Regions from separate parts of the Mus musculus genome. Here region 1 is linked to region 2. Evidence: chromatin contacts called from public promoter capture Hi-C data. All regions are on one chromosome and are shown on one strand. Each heading gives the region's core, a stretch centred on a gene start, on an enhancer-like site or on the middle of the called end of the contact. The rest is flanking DNA. Distances are from core to core; before and after follow the strand shown. Region 1 overlaps Cmtm8 (CKLF-like MARVEL transmembrane domain containing 8). Region 2 holds the start of Cnot10 (CCR4-NOT transcription complex, subunit 10).

Region 1 (7,668 bases), core at 125-2,624, 170 kb before region 2:
GCCTGCAAGTTAACAGTGGCTTTTATGGGACCGAGGATATAGCCCCACTGGTAGAATGCTTGCTTCGCGTGCGTGAAGTCCTAGATTCGATTACCCAGCCTTGTACAAGCCAGATGTGGAGGTGCACATCTGTAATCCTAGCACCAGGAAGGGAGGGGGAGAGAATCAGAGCTCACGGTCGTCATTAGCAAGTGAGACAAGCGTGGAATACTACGTCATGCACGACCATGGGGGCTGGCACACATGCACACATCACATAGGTCTCACTTTTTAAAATGTGTTCATGTGAGAATGAGATCTATTTTAAGCACCTCAGCTTTCCTTGACATAACCTGATATCCTCTGGGAAATTGCAAAAGACAGGTGACAGCTGCTTTCTCAGAACTTGGAAGGTGGTCATAGGCTTGCAGGAACCAGACCCGAATGGGAGCAGAGAAGACTTAACGGGATGCTTTCTCAGAAGGCCGAGGCAAGAGGATCGCTGAGAGTCTGAGGCTACATAGTGAGATTCTGTCTAAAAGAAATAAAAGCAGTCATGTGTGGTGTCGGGTAATCCAAAATAAATCGTGCGTGCATGCATGTGCATGTGCATACGTGTACTCCATGACACTTGTGGGTGCTGGGGACAACCTCAAGTCAGTCCTTGCCTGTCTGTATCCATTACAAGGTCATGCTCATCACTCGGTGTACCAACCCAGCTGGCCTGTGAGCTTCGGAAGACCCTGGTCTTGACCTCCCACACGACCTTGACCTCCCACCTTTGACACAAGCTTGGGGGATTCGAACTGAGTTCATCAGTCTTGCATGATAAGCACTTTACCAGAGGAACTATCTCCTCCAGACTTTAAGTTTCGAGGTAACTGCTCACATCAACCAGGAACATAAAATACTTGTCACTTACGAGGGGACATAGCCAGGCATGGTGGTGTTTGGCAGGGCTGTTTGCAGTAGCTGGAGATAAGATGGATCACTGACAGAAACCAGGAGAGAGACAATGGCTGATCAGGAATGCTCCGAAGCAGTTGGAAGGAAATGAGAAAGCTTTCCATGTTCTTAGCAAGGGTCTCCCTACCAGCGTGGTGAGATGGCTCAGCAGGAAAAGCCACCTGCCCCTAAGCCCGACAACCTCCCACTACTCAGCCAACCTTCTCCTCGTTCCTCCCACTTCCTCAGAGGATGGCGCTCTGCTTTCCCCCTTGAACTTTGAAATGTCCCCACCTCCTCCATCTTGCTAACCCTAAAGCCCGAGTCTGTTAGCTGAGAGTCAGGTGACTTAGTCCCGTGAATTTGTAGCTAATGATTTTATCTCTAGCTTCCCAGTTCCATGTTCTATTTAAAAGGCTAATGAGGTTTTAAAGGGGAAGAAAAAAAAGCAAGCAATGAATTAGCTTCTTTTGCCATCTAGTGCTGCTGTGAAGGGGCCTGTCGGAGCTGTCAAAACAGCTCTTGGTTGGTTGTCAGCGGACACCGGGACGCTTAGCATAAAAAGCACAGGAGGGTTATGACCAGTAAAAATTAACCTGGAGAGCCAATTCCTAGTAGGGCTCATAGGGGAGGGCGCACCAGAAAAGCCTCTACCCTATGAGACAGGAAAAGGGGTAGAGGTGGGGGTAGATTCTGGAAGCTTGCTCTCCAGCAACCAAGCTAAATGGTTAGATTCAGAGAGAGACCTTGACTCAAAGGAAGAGGTTGGAGAGTGGTGGAGGAAGACCCCCAACTGGCCTCTGCATTTGGTGTGCACACAGATGAGCCAGTATTAATGCGTGTCACACATTGCATGGTTCTGTTAATATGAAATATTGTTATTATATTGTATTGGTTCATTGTCGTGTGTTGTTTGAAATTACTGAAAAGCTGGCCCAGGGAAGTGCTGTTGCCCCACCACCCAGTTTTAGACTCAAGCATGTTTGTCTTTAAAGTGTCCGCCGAGGTCTGGAGTTGCCCTTCTCCCGACTCTGTAACAGGGAAAGAAGAACAGCAAAGCAGCCTGGGAGTAAAATCATTACACACTTGGGAACGGGAGAAAGGGGAGCCATTTGCAACCAAAGTTACTATGTTTATCCCATGACATCAAAGTGCCTGATTCTAGGATAGGAAATAGAAGCTGTTCAGGTCAGCCAGGGAAGGTCAGCTACAGAGAGGAGGCTCAGTCCAGAACTCCAGCCCAAGCCTCAACTCTCCCAGCGGGTTTCTGCTGGATATTGTAAGCCTCTGAATTGATGGCATCAGCTCTCTGCTGCTCTTTGTTCTATTACCTGAACCCTCCCCGGAGAGACCCTCTGCTCTGCCCAGGCTTCTAACAGGTACCCCAGTTGACTTTTTAAAAAGTATTTTTATCTTAATGTGTTTGTATCTAGTATATGTCCACGCACCATGTATGTGCATGGGTCCTCGAGGTCAGAAAGAAGTGTCAGAGTTATTGATGGTTGTGAGCCAACATGGGAATGCTGAGCCATCTCTCCAGCCCCCAGCTGGCTGTCTTAAAGGTGTTTGGTCAGTCCATTTCTGATGGATATTCGTAAGCCCCTGATTTGGTGATGTTACCTTCCTGTCTGTCCATCCATCTATGTATCAATATTTATTCTTTTATTTTTACTTGCTATATACACAATCAGTTCAGTCATTCAAACACAAAAACCCATCTACCACACAGTCCATTCTTCAGATCACACAGCACAGAGAGATCATAAAGACTACTAAAGAGTTGGAGAGATGGCTCAGCGGTTAACAACACTGACTGCTCTTCCAGAGGTCCTGAGTTCAATTCCCAGCAAGCACACAGTGGCTCACAAACATCTGTGATGGGATCTGACAGCCTCTTCTGGTGTGTCTGAAGACAGCTGTAATGTACTCATATACATAAAATAAATAAATCGTTTTTTATTTTTGTTTTTTTCGAGACAGGGTTTCTCTGTGTAGCCCTGGCTGTCCTGGAACTCACTCTGTGGACCAGGCTGGCCTTGAACTCAGAAATCCACTTGCCTCTGCCTCCCACCACACTTGGTAGAAAAAAAAAAACTATTAAAAGGACTTTATTTGACGCCGGGCATGGTGGCGCATGCCTTTAATCCAAGCACTTGGGAGCGACCATCCCTGACGCTGCGATCTGCTTCCAGTCCCTCATTTGGGATGACAGCTGTTCTGCGGCAGATACCATCCGCCCCACTCCACCCCTTGTTTGACATGTGAAGCGTTGGTGTACTTCTTGGTTCAGTGCCAAGGGTTTTCCCTTCCTGGATTTTTCCCATGTGGGTGATTGCTTCGCTCTCCACAAACGGTGCTGGTATTAGCTCATGACGGGTCCTTCTATTGACATGACTCAACAAGCGGAGATTAAAAATAACACTCGGGTCGGGGTTATTTCATGCTGCTGAAACAGCTGGATCAGCATAGTTCCCAGGGAAACAAGAGGCACTGTTCAAACAACCTCAGGACCTGGAAGAGGGTCACATGGCAGCTTGTGTGAATAGAGAAGCCTTCCCACATGGCGGGAAGACTGCGTGGGGAGGAAATGCGGACGCACAACACACAGAGAGTGCATGTGTTGCGCATGCGTACACTGCGTATGTAAATGATGACTGCAGGTACACTTGGGGGTTGAGTCCATTGGTGGAAATGACTCCTTACAGCCTCGTGTTCGGGAAGGAGGTGAGCCCAGAGGCATGTTCTGCTAAGAAGCAGTGTTCCCTCCCTGGTGGAGAGTCCCTATCATGTCACCAAGTCCCACTTGACATGAAGGGAAGCTTGACCTGCTGCCTGCTACACTGCTTTGCGCATGAGCTAATGTCAACCCTCAGAGGCAGGGGAGAGCTCATGACACAGTCTGTCCTGTGTCCTGTGGGTCCTGTCTGAGGAAGAATGTACTGGCTTCAGTGCTGCTATAGGTGGCTTGTGTGTCCCTTTACCTGTATGCTGGAGGCTTGGTCCCACAGTGGCTTGGGTGGGAAGCAATGTAAGGAGGTGGGGCTTGATGGGACCTTGGGCCATCACAGGTGTGCTTTTTTATTTTAATTACACTTATTTTTTGTTTATTTATGGTGTGGAGGCACACAAGCGAAGGTCCGAGGACAACTGGGTTGGTTGGGTTCCTCCTTCCACTCCGAGAACCTGAGTCCCATTCCCATGAGATAGAAGAAAATCGACTCCCATAAGCTGTCTTCTGATCTCCACAGACATGTGCATACACACACCTGGAGACATATGTACACACACATACACACTAAATAAATAAGCAAATCTTTTTTAATAGTTAGAGGATGGAAATATTTAATGAGTAGAAGAAATCTCTCTCTCTCTTTTTAAAGGTTATTTATTGTATGTACGTGAGTACACTGTCCTTGTCTTCAGACACACCAAAAGAGGGCATCAGATCCCATTACAGATGGTTGTGAGCCATCATGTGTTGCTGGGAATTGAACTCAGGACCTCTGGAAGAGCAGCCAGTGCTCTTAATCACCAAGCTATCTCTCCATCCCGAGAAGAAATCTTTTAACAAGTTTCACTTGTGCAAACTCTAGGCCTCAACGCTCCTCCTCTGGCCATAAAAATGTGACTGTCCTTGCAACTCAGGGAGGGAATCTCCCATAAAGGGCTTCTCCATCCTGTTTTCGGGAAGAAAAGACAGTGTTGAGGCGTTCTTTCTTGCGTCGGCTACTCTTCAGGGGTGTTCTTTAAACTTAGAATAATCCGTACACCAAAGTGGCACGTCGGGGGATTGCACAACTGTCTATGTGCTTAGCTCATTTGGCAGCAGGGTCTTCTCTCAACATTCACAGGGACGCTGATCTGTGACCACCCTGGTGGGTCATTATAGGCAGGTTTAAATTGAGAAGCAGACCAAAGAGTGCCTTGGAAATTTCAAAGATGAATAATAGATGCATTGTTATTGGCTGGCTTTGAAATCCACCCCAATCCTCTGTTCTTCAGTCAAAAACCACCTCCCCTGTTTCTAGAATAGAGGAGGGGACTTTAAAAAAAAAGGAAAAAAGTTAACAAGGCAAACACAGTAGGTATCTAAATGAACAAGGCGGTTTCTGCACTGGGTTACAGAGCTTTTCATCCAACGCATCACAGACCTCCTGGTGAGCGCATTGTCTCACAACAGGCATGAGCCGGAAGTCAGAGGCTGCCCGGGTTAAAAGGGGTTTGAAGCATATTTTTTTATATCCCTGTGAACTGTCTTCTCCCCTATGTATTTCTGAACTTGACTTTTTTTTTCTCTCCTTTTCTTTTTTTCTCTTTTGGAGACAAGACCTCATGATGTATGCATGCATGCATGCATGTATGTATGTATGCATGCATGCATGTATGTATGCATGTATGCATGTATGTATGTGTGCATGTGTGTATGTATGTATGTATGCATGTGTATATGTGTGCATGTGTGTATGTATGTATGTATGTATGGGTTTGATTTTCCCTATGTAGGTACTGAATTATTTCCCCACATTAGTACTTAACTTCTTCCCTAATGTACCACCCCAGACATACTCCTTCTTGTCACCGAGGGAGTGCGGAGGAGTCAGCGTCTAGCTGAAATGCCAGGGTGACCATTTAAGGCACTGTCTTCGTTACAGTTACTCTTCCAGTGATGAGGAGGGAGTGTTGTGCTTTATAAAAAGATAAGGAGAGAGGGGATGTGTTTGGATGTGAAGTCAGGTGTCAGGAGGGTACCTCCTGAGGCCCATGCTGAGGCATCCCTTCCCCCTGAGGGACCAGCCACACAAAGGTATAGTATAGAATAGAGTTTATTGAGGGCATGGGGAGGGGAGTTGAGAGGGTAGTAGAGATAGAGAAAGATGGGGGGAGGGACTGGCAGAGAGGCCAGTCATGAGCAGGTGGAGAGAGGGAAGATGGAGGGGAGAGCAAGAAGGCAAGAGAGCAGGAGAGCAGAGGGGGCAAGCAGCCCCTTTTATAGTGAGTCAGGCATACCTGGCTGTTGCCAGGTAACTGTGGGGTAGAGCTTAAAAAGGGGGGGGGTGTCTTTGTCTTTTTCTTTTTCTTTTTTTTTTTTTTTTTTTTGGCTGATGTCCTGAGTCCACTGAAGGAAGCCAAGACAGGAACTCCTAGCAGAGAAGAGTCAGGAGCTGATGCAGAGGTTATGGAGGGGTGCTGCTTTTTGGCTTGCTCCTTACAGCTTGCTTAGCCTGCTTTCTTATAGCCTCTAGGACCACCAGCCCCACCCACCACCAGCTTCAGTCAAGTTGACATAAAGGGAGTCAGCACAGCCTCCAAGCAGACAGATGTGAGCCCTCTCCCTGTAGCTGGGCCAGTCAGTGAGTCCAGACTGCATGGGTTCCCTGGCAAGACTGTGACATGGCCAGCTCAGAATGACTGGCTTGGAACCATCTCTCGGAAACACAGGCAAGCCAGCCAGGACTGGTGTGGGAGCTGGCTGGCAGGGCCTAATCCCTGGCCTCTGAGGCCATGTCATACAGAAGTTGTCCTTCCAAGGATCCTGCCCATTTGATTTCATGAGTGAATATTCCTCCCTACCCAGACATTGCCAAGAAATGAGTTTTGATTTGTTTGTTTGTTCTTGGTTTAGGGGTGGGGTTGTTTTGTTGCGGTTATTTTATTTTCATGTGGAGTTTTTGTTTGGTTTGGGTTGATTGGTGTTTTGATAGTTTGTTTTTGAGGCAAGGTCTGACTGTGTAGGTCTGGCTGGCCTGGAATTCACTGTGTAGACCAGGCTAGCCTTAAACTCCCAGAGTTCTGCCTGCCTGTTTCCCAAGTGCTGGGATAAGAAGGTGGGCACCACTATGCCTGACCTGCCAGGAGATTTTTAAGATGTGCCGACTAATACACGCCACAGCCAGGATGCATTTCCGAAAATACATCTAGCCCCATCTCTGCCAATTCAGTGAGTAACCCTGGAATCCCTTCCCAGAGCTGCCCCCAACGGCGCGCTCTCTTCCGTCTCTCTCTCTCTCTCTCTCTCTCTCTCTCTCTCTCTCTCTCTCTCTCTCTCTCTCTCTCTCTCTCTCCTGCTTCGTCTCCCACTGCCAGCCCAGGCGTTGCCAGCGTCCTCAACGCTGATACCTGGAATTCAGACACTCCATGCATGAACATCAGCCTGTCTTGCCATGAACCTGCTTCCTTGACCCCTTGCGGGCTGTGCGGCCGCTTTAGTTTTCCGCTCGCCCCATCTCCCAGGCGACACCGCACCCTGTCAAGGACAGGGGGCTGCATTGTCTTGCGTGTATGCTTTGGCCTGGCTCGGGGTCACTGGTTGTCTTGGTGTCTGCTAACCTTCCTGACCTGCACTCTCGGCAGCTAGAAGAGTGAATGGACACAGCTTTTCACAGCTGTGCTGACTATAGATGGAATCTGGGGAAGGACGTTAAAGCTCGCTCGGAGACAAGGTCATAGAGCCATGAGACATCCAGGGGATTTCTCTGTGTTCTCTGGTGAATCTGTCTCTTCCCCGTGGCCTTGCAAGTCTGTTTTAATTAAGAGCAGTCGGATGGCATCTTTTAGGGAGGAAGAAAGGGCTTGCTTCAAATGTGTGCCCCACCTAGATTTAGAAGCTACATAGTTCGTGTGTTTTAAAACATTATTTTGGAAGGAAATTGTCTGTCTATTCAGGGCATCCCAGTCCCTTGCATGGTTTCAATGCCACATTTTGTAGAAATAGACAATAAAAAAAAAAAAAAAACAAAAACTCGA
Region 2 (7,653 bases), core at 1,202-3,701:
CCGGAGTGCTGAGATTAAAGGCGTGCACCACCACACCCAGCCTTAAATTTATTTTTAAAGTTTTATTTATTTATTATATATAAGTACACTGTAGCTGTCTTCAGACACACCAGAAAGAGGCATCAGATCTCATTACAGATGGTTTTGAGCGACCATGTGGTTGCTGGGATTTGAACTCAGGACCTTCGGAAGAGCAGTCAGTGCTCTTACCCTCGGAGGCATCTTGCCATCCCTACAATAAAATTTTAATGATGATGTTGTCATACAGCTAAAATCCTCTCCATTGTTTGTATCTTAACAAATGGCCCTTAGCTCTGTAGATGCTCAAGAATGATTTCCATAGCAATGTCTTTAAACTGTAAGATTAACAATAACTGGGACTGGAGAGATGGCTCAGCGGGTAAGAGCACTGACTGCTCTTTCAGAGTTTCCCAGTTCAATTCCCAGCAACCACATGGTGGCTCACAACCATCTGTAATGGGATCCGATGCCCTCTTCTGGTGTGTCTGAAGAAAGCGACAGCGTACTTAATATATAATAAATAAATAAATCTTTAAAAAATAATAAATAAATAAATCTTTAAAAAATAATAAATAAATAAAATTAAATTAAACTTGAGATAAGATCTTGTTTCCAGTCTAGTTTGCTCTCAAATTCAAAATTCTCCTGCCTCTACCAGCTGAGGCTGGAATATTATGCATGTGTACATCTGACCTCTAAATTTTTTGCTCAAGATTTACACCAGCAAAGGACTAGCTTTAAAACCAGGAACCACTGTAAATATTTTAATAAAATATTTCATGACTTTTTTCTTCAGGCAGAGTCTGATCTTGCTTATATCCCTGATTGGCCTTAGAATAGAAATCTGATTTTGAAATCTATTGAATCCTGTGGAAGCCATTTCTTTCCTACTACCATTTAACTTCTGCAAATCAAATTCAGGTCATCAGGCTTAGTGGCAGGCATTTACCCTCTGATCTATTCTGCTGGTAATTGGCTTATTTTTTAAAATAAAAATAAAAATTTCAAAGTCTTATGAGGAGTACCTGGTGTGATGGTGCAGCCTTTAATCCAACACTCGGGAGGCAGAAACAGGCAGATCTCTAAGGTAAGCTACACAGAAAATAGAAAAATGTAAACCAAATAAATAGCTCCATGTGATTTATTTATTTACATACTTAACTATGCTCCCATCAAAGCACCATTTGGGTCACTTTACAATTCAGTGCTGTTGTCATTTATATATGAAGTTCCTCTCCCTCAAAAGCCTGCATATAGGAGGCCCGGCCCCCAGTCCTTGAGAGTGATAATAGGATTCCAACAGTTTGGAGCTATCCTTGGATTCATCCACTTGCAGATTCGTAATTTGGTGCATCATTAGGAAGTAATGGAAATTAAGGAGGTGCGGCCCAGTGGGGCTAAGTATCTCAGTTGCATGTGCCCTTGGAGACTATTTCTTCTCCCAGCTTCCTCTGCTTCTAGCACCAGGAAGGCAACAACTTTACTCTGTCACTTGTGCCCTGGCACAATGCACTGCTTCACTAATGGTCCAAAAACAATGGAACCAAGTGACCTGGGACTGAAAACTCTGATACACGAGGCAAAAAATCCATCCTTCCTCATTTAAATTCTCCTCTAGGGTATTTATCACAGAAGCAAAAAGTCTAACACAAATGCTTTTAATGTCTGTTTCTCTCCGTGAAATGAACCTCTGTTATTATAAATGCTGTTTGTTCTCTAGAAGGGAAAGGAAGAATGGAGTAGGTGCTTCTGGAACCCAAGGCTATGGTCATTGAGCAAAACCAGAACCAGTTCAGGGTTAAAGCCTTTGCCACAAAGACTGCCAGATAGGGATACATAGTGAGATTCTGTCTCAAAAAATTAAACAAACAAACAAACAAAAATTTGTCACGATATGGGCTAGAGATGAGATAGTTGGGAGCTGGGTAGTTGAAGAGTGGGTATTGTTTTTGCAGAGGATTTGAACTTGAATCTAAATCATTGTGCTTAGTAATCGTGATGCATCAAGCTTTTGTCTTAGACCGACCTACCATAGTAAGTTAATGGTTGCATGACTCGCAATCAGAGAAACCGCATGCATAATGCAGTCTGAATGGCTTTTTCAACTTGGCTACAAATAACAAAACAGCTCTGAAACTTTGAAAAAAAAAAAAGCCTTTTTTCTGGGGGAGGTGGCCTCCTCTAACAACACTTCTCTCATCCTCATTGTTATGGAAAAACAGCCCCTATGAGACTCAGAGCTTAGCACATAAACCTCAGGTGTGGTGCCTGCCATTTTGCTGAAATGCGGAACAAAAAGTCCTTCCCCTTCTGTGTTTCACTCAGGACCTACACTAGTGTACTTCCGGGTTTGCAGAAGGACGCGCTTCCGGGGCCGAGGCCAGCCCTAATTCCCACGCCCAGCTGGCCCCGCCCCGGAAGTAGCGTCTCCCTTGGCCGCTACGGGACGGAAGCTGTGGATGGCGGGGAAAACAGCCCTGCACCGGCGGATGTGTTGGCGCTGTTGCTAGACGACGAGCAGTAACTTCGTCACTTCCTCAGCCCGTGGCCCGCCCAGGACCTTAGCCGAGGCGACTGGAGCGGGCTTGAGCTGAAGAGTTGTCCCCCGCCGGTAGGACTCACCACCAGCCCGGCGGCGGGAGTCGGGGCCACGCCACCTACAGGGAGGAACTCGAGCCGAGGCGGGAAGATGGCTGCAGACAAGCCTGCAGGTGAGGCGCCCGCGCCGCGACCCAGGGGCTGACACACTGCGCGCGGGGACGGCAGGGCCCGCGTGGGGGACCCGAGGGCCACTTGACTTCGCTTGGGTACTTGTGCCCTTCACTCTTCTCAGCTGTCTCTACTGTGAGTCCAGTGGATTTTCTGCTGTGACACATCTTGATTCTACTGCACCCCATCTTGATTGCACTGCATTTGCCTTGCTCTCCAAGTTAATTCTGGCGCAGGAAGCTTGAATTTGTCACGCCGCTGTCCAGACGCTTTAAGGGAAAGTCTATCCGAGCACGCACGGTTGCCGTAAGGCCCCCCCAGGCTCAGCCACTGAAAAAGTTCCCTCTGGTCAGCGTGTCCAGTGGAGTCATTCTGAAAACTGTCTAAAGAGGCGTGACGTTTCACTGTGTCTCCTGCCTGCTCTCACTTACCTTGTTCCTCATCTGATTTTTCCCGAGCTCCTCGAGATTCCTTTTTAAAAGTCTTAATTATGTGTGTGAGTGCAGGTGCCTGCCGAGACTAGAAGAGGACATTGCGTCTACTGGAGCTGGAGTTACACAGTTGTGGGCCACCACTTGTGGGTGCTGGGAACCCAGTCTTGGTCCTCGGCAAGAGCAGCGAGTGCTGTTAACCGCTGAGCCATCACCTTTCCAGCCCCAAGATTAAGTTCTTTTTTTTTTTAAGTTATTTATTTATTTATTCATTATATGTATGTACACTGTAGCTGTTTTTCAGACACCCCAGAAGAGGGCATCAGATCTCATTAAGGATGGTTGTGAGCCACCATGTGGTTGCTGGGATTTTGAACTCAGGACCTACGGAAGTGTAGTCAGTGCTCTTAACCGCTGAGTTATCTCTCCAGTCCCAAGATAAAGTTCTTAATTTCTGTGGTTTTCTGTGGTACTCCATCAGGAATTTTTCCCATTAGGGAATTATGAGAGCCCATTTATTACCTGGAAAGTCTGCTATATTTCTTTGAAGAAAGTAATGTTTAGAGAGTGGGGCGGAATTGATTGGTTGATTGATTGATTGATTGATTGAGGCAGGGTCTCACTATGTATGTAGCCTTGGCTGTCCTGGAGCTCGCTATATAGACCAGGCTATTCTCAAACTCACTAGACATAAAGCCTCCTGAGTGCTAAATTAAAGTTGTGTGCCATTATACCCACTGCCATAGAATTTTAGCTAGGTGATCAGAGAAAATCTATTGTGAGGTGATTCCTTTTTTAAAGTTATTTTTAACTTTGGGTGTATGCACGTGAGGACAAATGCCTGAAGATGCTGTCCGAGGAGTTGGGTCACGCAGAGCTGGAGTTACAGGTAGTTGTGGGTGCTGGGAATCAAACTCAGGCCCTCTGAAGAGCAGTGTGTGCTTTTAATCACTGAGCACCAAGGTGATTTGCATGTCTTGGCTTTCAAGGATCAAATCCAATCATCAGGGCGCAAGTATCTTTACCCACCGAGCCCCTGCTGATCCAGCTCCTGCTGGGATAGTATTGAGCACAGATCTGAATAAAGTGAAGGGGTGATCCTGTTGGTGTGGGATGCAAGAAGGGTGCCAATTGCCTGCCCGGGTCTAGACGGGACCGGGACTGTCCTTGTTAATCAAAACAGTGCTGCTTCTGGAATCATTTCCCGGGAAGCGTCTCACCAGATCCAGGACTGCCCGGCTTGAGTTGCACCTCAGTCACGTGGCGTTCCTTCACTGCTTGCTTCCTTCCTTCACAAAGACACTGTGCAGGCATCCTTCAGATGATGAAGTGAGTGTAAGACAGCCTGCCTCTGAGGACCTGCACTCTGGACCTCTGCTGGGTTAAGTGGCATGGTTCTGGCTGTTGGGTCCTCGTAGTTGCTCTCTTACACTTTTCTTTTTGTTTTGTTTTGTTTTCTTTTCTTTTTTTTTTTTTTAGGTTTTTTTTCGAGACAAGATTTCTCTGTGTTGCCCCTGTCTGTCCTTGAACTCCCTCTGTAGACCAGGTTGGCCTCAAAAGCAGGAAATCCACCTGCCTCTGCCTCTGCCTCTACCTCAGAAGGCTGGCATCAAAGCGTGTGCTGACCCAGCTGCCAGCACCACTACCACCCGAGTAGTACTTTATCAGCACTTTACTCAGTGGGTAAAGGTGTTTTCTTTCAAGCCTGACACCTGAGTCCATCCCCAGGACTCATGCAGAGAAAACTGCCTTCTCCAGGTTGTCTCTGACACACGCACACGCAAGTAAACAGCACCAGCCAGTGTTTCTTATGGTAGTGGTGAAAGAGGCAGAAGAGACATGTTAAACTTATTTGGAAAGTGCCAGCCCAGGGTCCAGGAAGTGAAGGGGAGACACAGTGTATTCCATCCCTGCTCTTGATCCACCATGGGCTCTGAGAAGCCGTGGCAATCACTTCCTGTGGGAGTTTTTTTAAGGGGCCTCACCATGGCCCCCTCTGGAAAAACAGCCTCTGGAAGCAGTTTTTGAAAGTAGCACACGGGGAGAGGATTTGTCTGTGTTGCTTCCTCCTGCTTTCTTCTTCCGGTTGTTCAAGGGCATCTAAAAGGGAGGAACAGAGTCCTTGTGTGTCTCCTTGGCAATTGATCAGCAGGATCCTAAGCTCGGATCTTCCCGCCTCAGCCTCCCGCCTCAGCCTCCCGAGGTGCTGGGGTCACAGATATGTGTCATTACGCCCAATTTACCTTGTTAATGGATGCTAAGTGTCCAAGAGCAAATGGCAGCATTTCAGCCTTTGGTGAAGCCCTGTGATACATGACAGGAGGCAGGAATGCCTGTGTGTGAGAGAGATCCAGTGATCAAACAGAAGTCAGCAGGCTGTGGTGACACACGCCTGCCATCCCAGCACCTGGGAGTTGAGTCAGGAGAAGGACCCACAAGGTCAATCTGGGAAATTGAATTCCAGGCCTTTCTGGGAGATAGACTGAGACCTGCCTCAACAAAACCAAACAGAGAAAGAAGCCAAAGAGCAGAATGGAGGTGGGGCTTGCCATGTGCTTATTAGTATTCAAAGTGGGCCTTCAATTCAGTGTCCCAGCCTCCATGTGCCACTGTGCTCAGCTGCTCCGAGGACAGACAGTGCCTTGCTTTAGTCTCTGGAACTCGTGGACTCCCATTTTTTCCAACTCCTCTTGTTTGAGGGATTAGAACTATAGAATATAACAGTGTGTTTATTTCTCTCTCTCTCTCTCTCTCTCTCTCTCTCTCATCTGTCTCTGTCTCTTGGGGGTTGTGTCCATGTGTGTTGTGAGTGTGTGGTACATGCACATGAGTTGTATGGAGGCCAGGAAAGGACACATCTACTGTCTTATTCTCTTGATATAGGATCCTTCAGTGACCCAGAAGCAAACTCTTTGCTATGCTGGCCAGCTGGGCACTGAGCTCCTGGCACCCTTCTGTCTCCGTCCTGGTTGGGTTCTCCTGGCACCCTTCTGTCTCCGCCTTGGTTGGGTTCTCCTGGCACCCTTCTGTCTCTGCCTTGGTTGGGTTCTCCTGGCACCCTTCTGTCTCTATCCTGGTTGGGTTCTCCTGGCACCCTTCTGTCTTCATCCTGGTTGGTTACAGCCTGTGCAGCTGTTCCCAGCTTTGATGTGGGTCTGGAGAGTCAAACTCACATTGTCACACTTGCAGAGCACGCACTTGTGCCCACAGAACCGTCTTCTCAGCCCTTTTTTTTTTTTTTTTTTTTTTTTTGGTTTTTTGAAACAGGGGTTTCTCTGTATAGCCCTGGCTGTCCTGGAACTCACTTTGTAGACCAGGCTGGTGGGGTTTGGCTTTTTTTTGGGGGGTGGTAGAAACCACATCTGAGCTGTCCTAAGAGCTCCCTGGTAACTTCAGTGAGGGCTGTCATGTCAATGCCTGGAAGGTTGAGGGAAAAGAACCTTCAGGTTAATCCTTGGCTACATAGTGAGTTTGAGGCTAGCCTGGGCTACTTGAGAGCCTGTTTTTTTTTTTTAATATATTTATTTATTTTATGTGTAGGAGTACACCATAGTTGTCTTCAGACACACCAGAAGAGAGCATCAGATCCCATTACAGATGGTTGTGAGCCACCATGTGGTTGCTGGGAATTGAACTCAGGACCTCTGGAAGAGCAGTCAGTGCTCTTAACCGCTGAGCCATCTCTCCAGCCCGAGAGCCTGTTTTAAAACCCAAACAAAACAAAAGGAAAAGACATTGTTTAAACTCTGCCTTGCCAAGGCATTGCTATTTTGTGTCTGTCTATCTTACCCTTTCAGCATAGTGTTTTCAGTCTTTCCCTGTCTGTCCCTGGGACTGTGTTTGCACAGCACAGTTTGTAGTCATCCTCCAGTCAGCTTTGCAGTGTTAACATTCTGTGTTGGAATATGTCCGTGCTTTCAGTTAACTGACCTTCAGTTTGGAAGAGATGTTATGTTTCTTTTCTGTGTAGTTGAAATCTATAGGGGTGGGGTGTGTGCGTACGCGTGTGTGGTGTTGTTACTGTTGTTAGAAATGAAGTCTTTCAGTTTAAAGAGTGTCAGGGTTTGCACATCCGAGAGCTCCGTTGGCCTGTGTCCCCCATGTCCACTAGGCCAGGGCAGGAGGGACCTGAAGCCTCTGGAGGGGCGGTCGGACCCGCTCCCCATCGCCAATGGAGATGCACTGTGGGATTATGTGCGAACACTGTCTGGTAAGAAGTCAGTATCGACAAAGAGTGCTTGTCTCTTAGGACATTCGAAAGCCAGGTTCCAACTCTGCAATGCACAATAAATTAAAAAATTAATTAAAAAAAAGTGATCTCATTGAAGTAGTTTTGTTATCCTAAAGTAAAAGATGTAGGTAAATTATGGTTTGACTAATATGGATGTAAAAAAGTATTTATGTAACTGAGTTCTCAAATACACATAGAAGTGAGCTGCAGAGCTGGTTGCTTGACCTTGAGGTTGGCCCATTTCCTGGGGAATTTTGAGAC

Evidence for each region. Promoter capture Hi-C pulls out the DNA fragments that hold promoters and counts their contacts.
Region 1: a promoter capture Hi-C map of the HPC-7 cell line shows a contact between it and region 2, with 2.9 times the contacts expected there. The contact joins the enhancer-like site here to the promoter of Cnot10 in region 2. A contact is called at or near these places in 3 of 39 promoter capture datasets (the C10 cell line, the HPC-7 cell line and stem cell-derived epiblast-like cells), 22 of 484 Hi-C or Micro-C datasets (B cells, CD4 T cells, CD8 T cells and 11 more), 3 of 115 datasets of contacts at active chromatin or transcription factors (bone marrow-derived macrophages, embryonic stem cells and microglia) and 2 of 9 other capture datasets (adipose tissue and liver).

Annotation. Positions count from the first base shown.
Region 1 is chr9:114,801,062-114,808,729 of GRCm38.p6, reverse strand. The region is part of intron 1 of Cmtm8 (CKLF-like MARVEL transmembrane domain containing 8); the gene reads left to right. Among named protein-coding and RNA genes, the nearest start is that of Cmtm7, 23 kb to the right of the region's middle. Within about 2 kb of position 1,374, at least 11 of the 459 cell types and tissues checked have an H3K27ac peak or open chromatin away from gene starts, as enhancers often do. A contact at or near this core is called in the HPC-7 cell line, where this site is marked.
Region 2 is chr9:114,634,998-114,642,650 of GRCm38.p6, reverse strand. Cnot10 (CCR4-NOT transcription complex, subunit 10) reads left to right here and starts at 2,451. Exons shown (of 20, transcript NM_153585.5): 1 at 2,451-2,732. The coding sequence starts at 2,711. Gm51659 (a long non-coding RNA gene) reads right to left here and starts at 7,567. Exons shown (of 3, transcript XR_003948085.1): 1 at 6,951-7,567; 2 at 5,405-5,494; 3 at 4,642-5,261.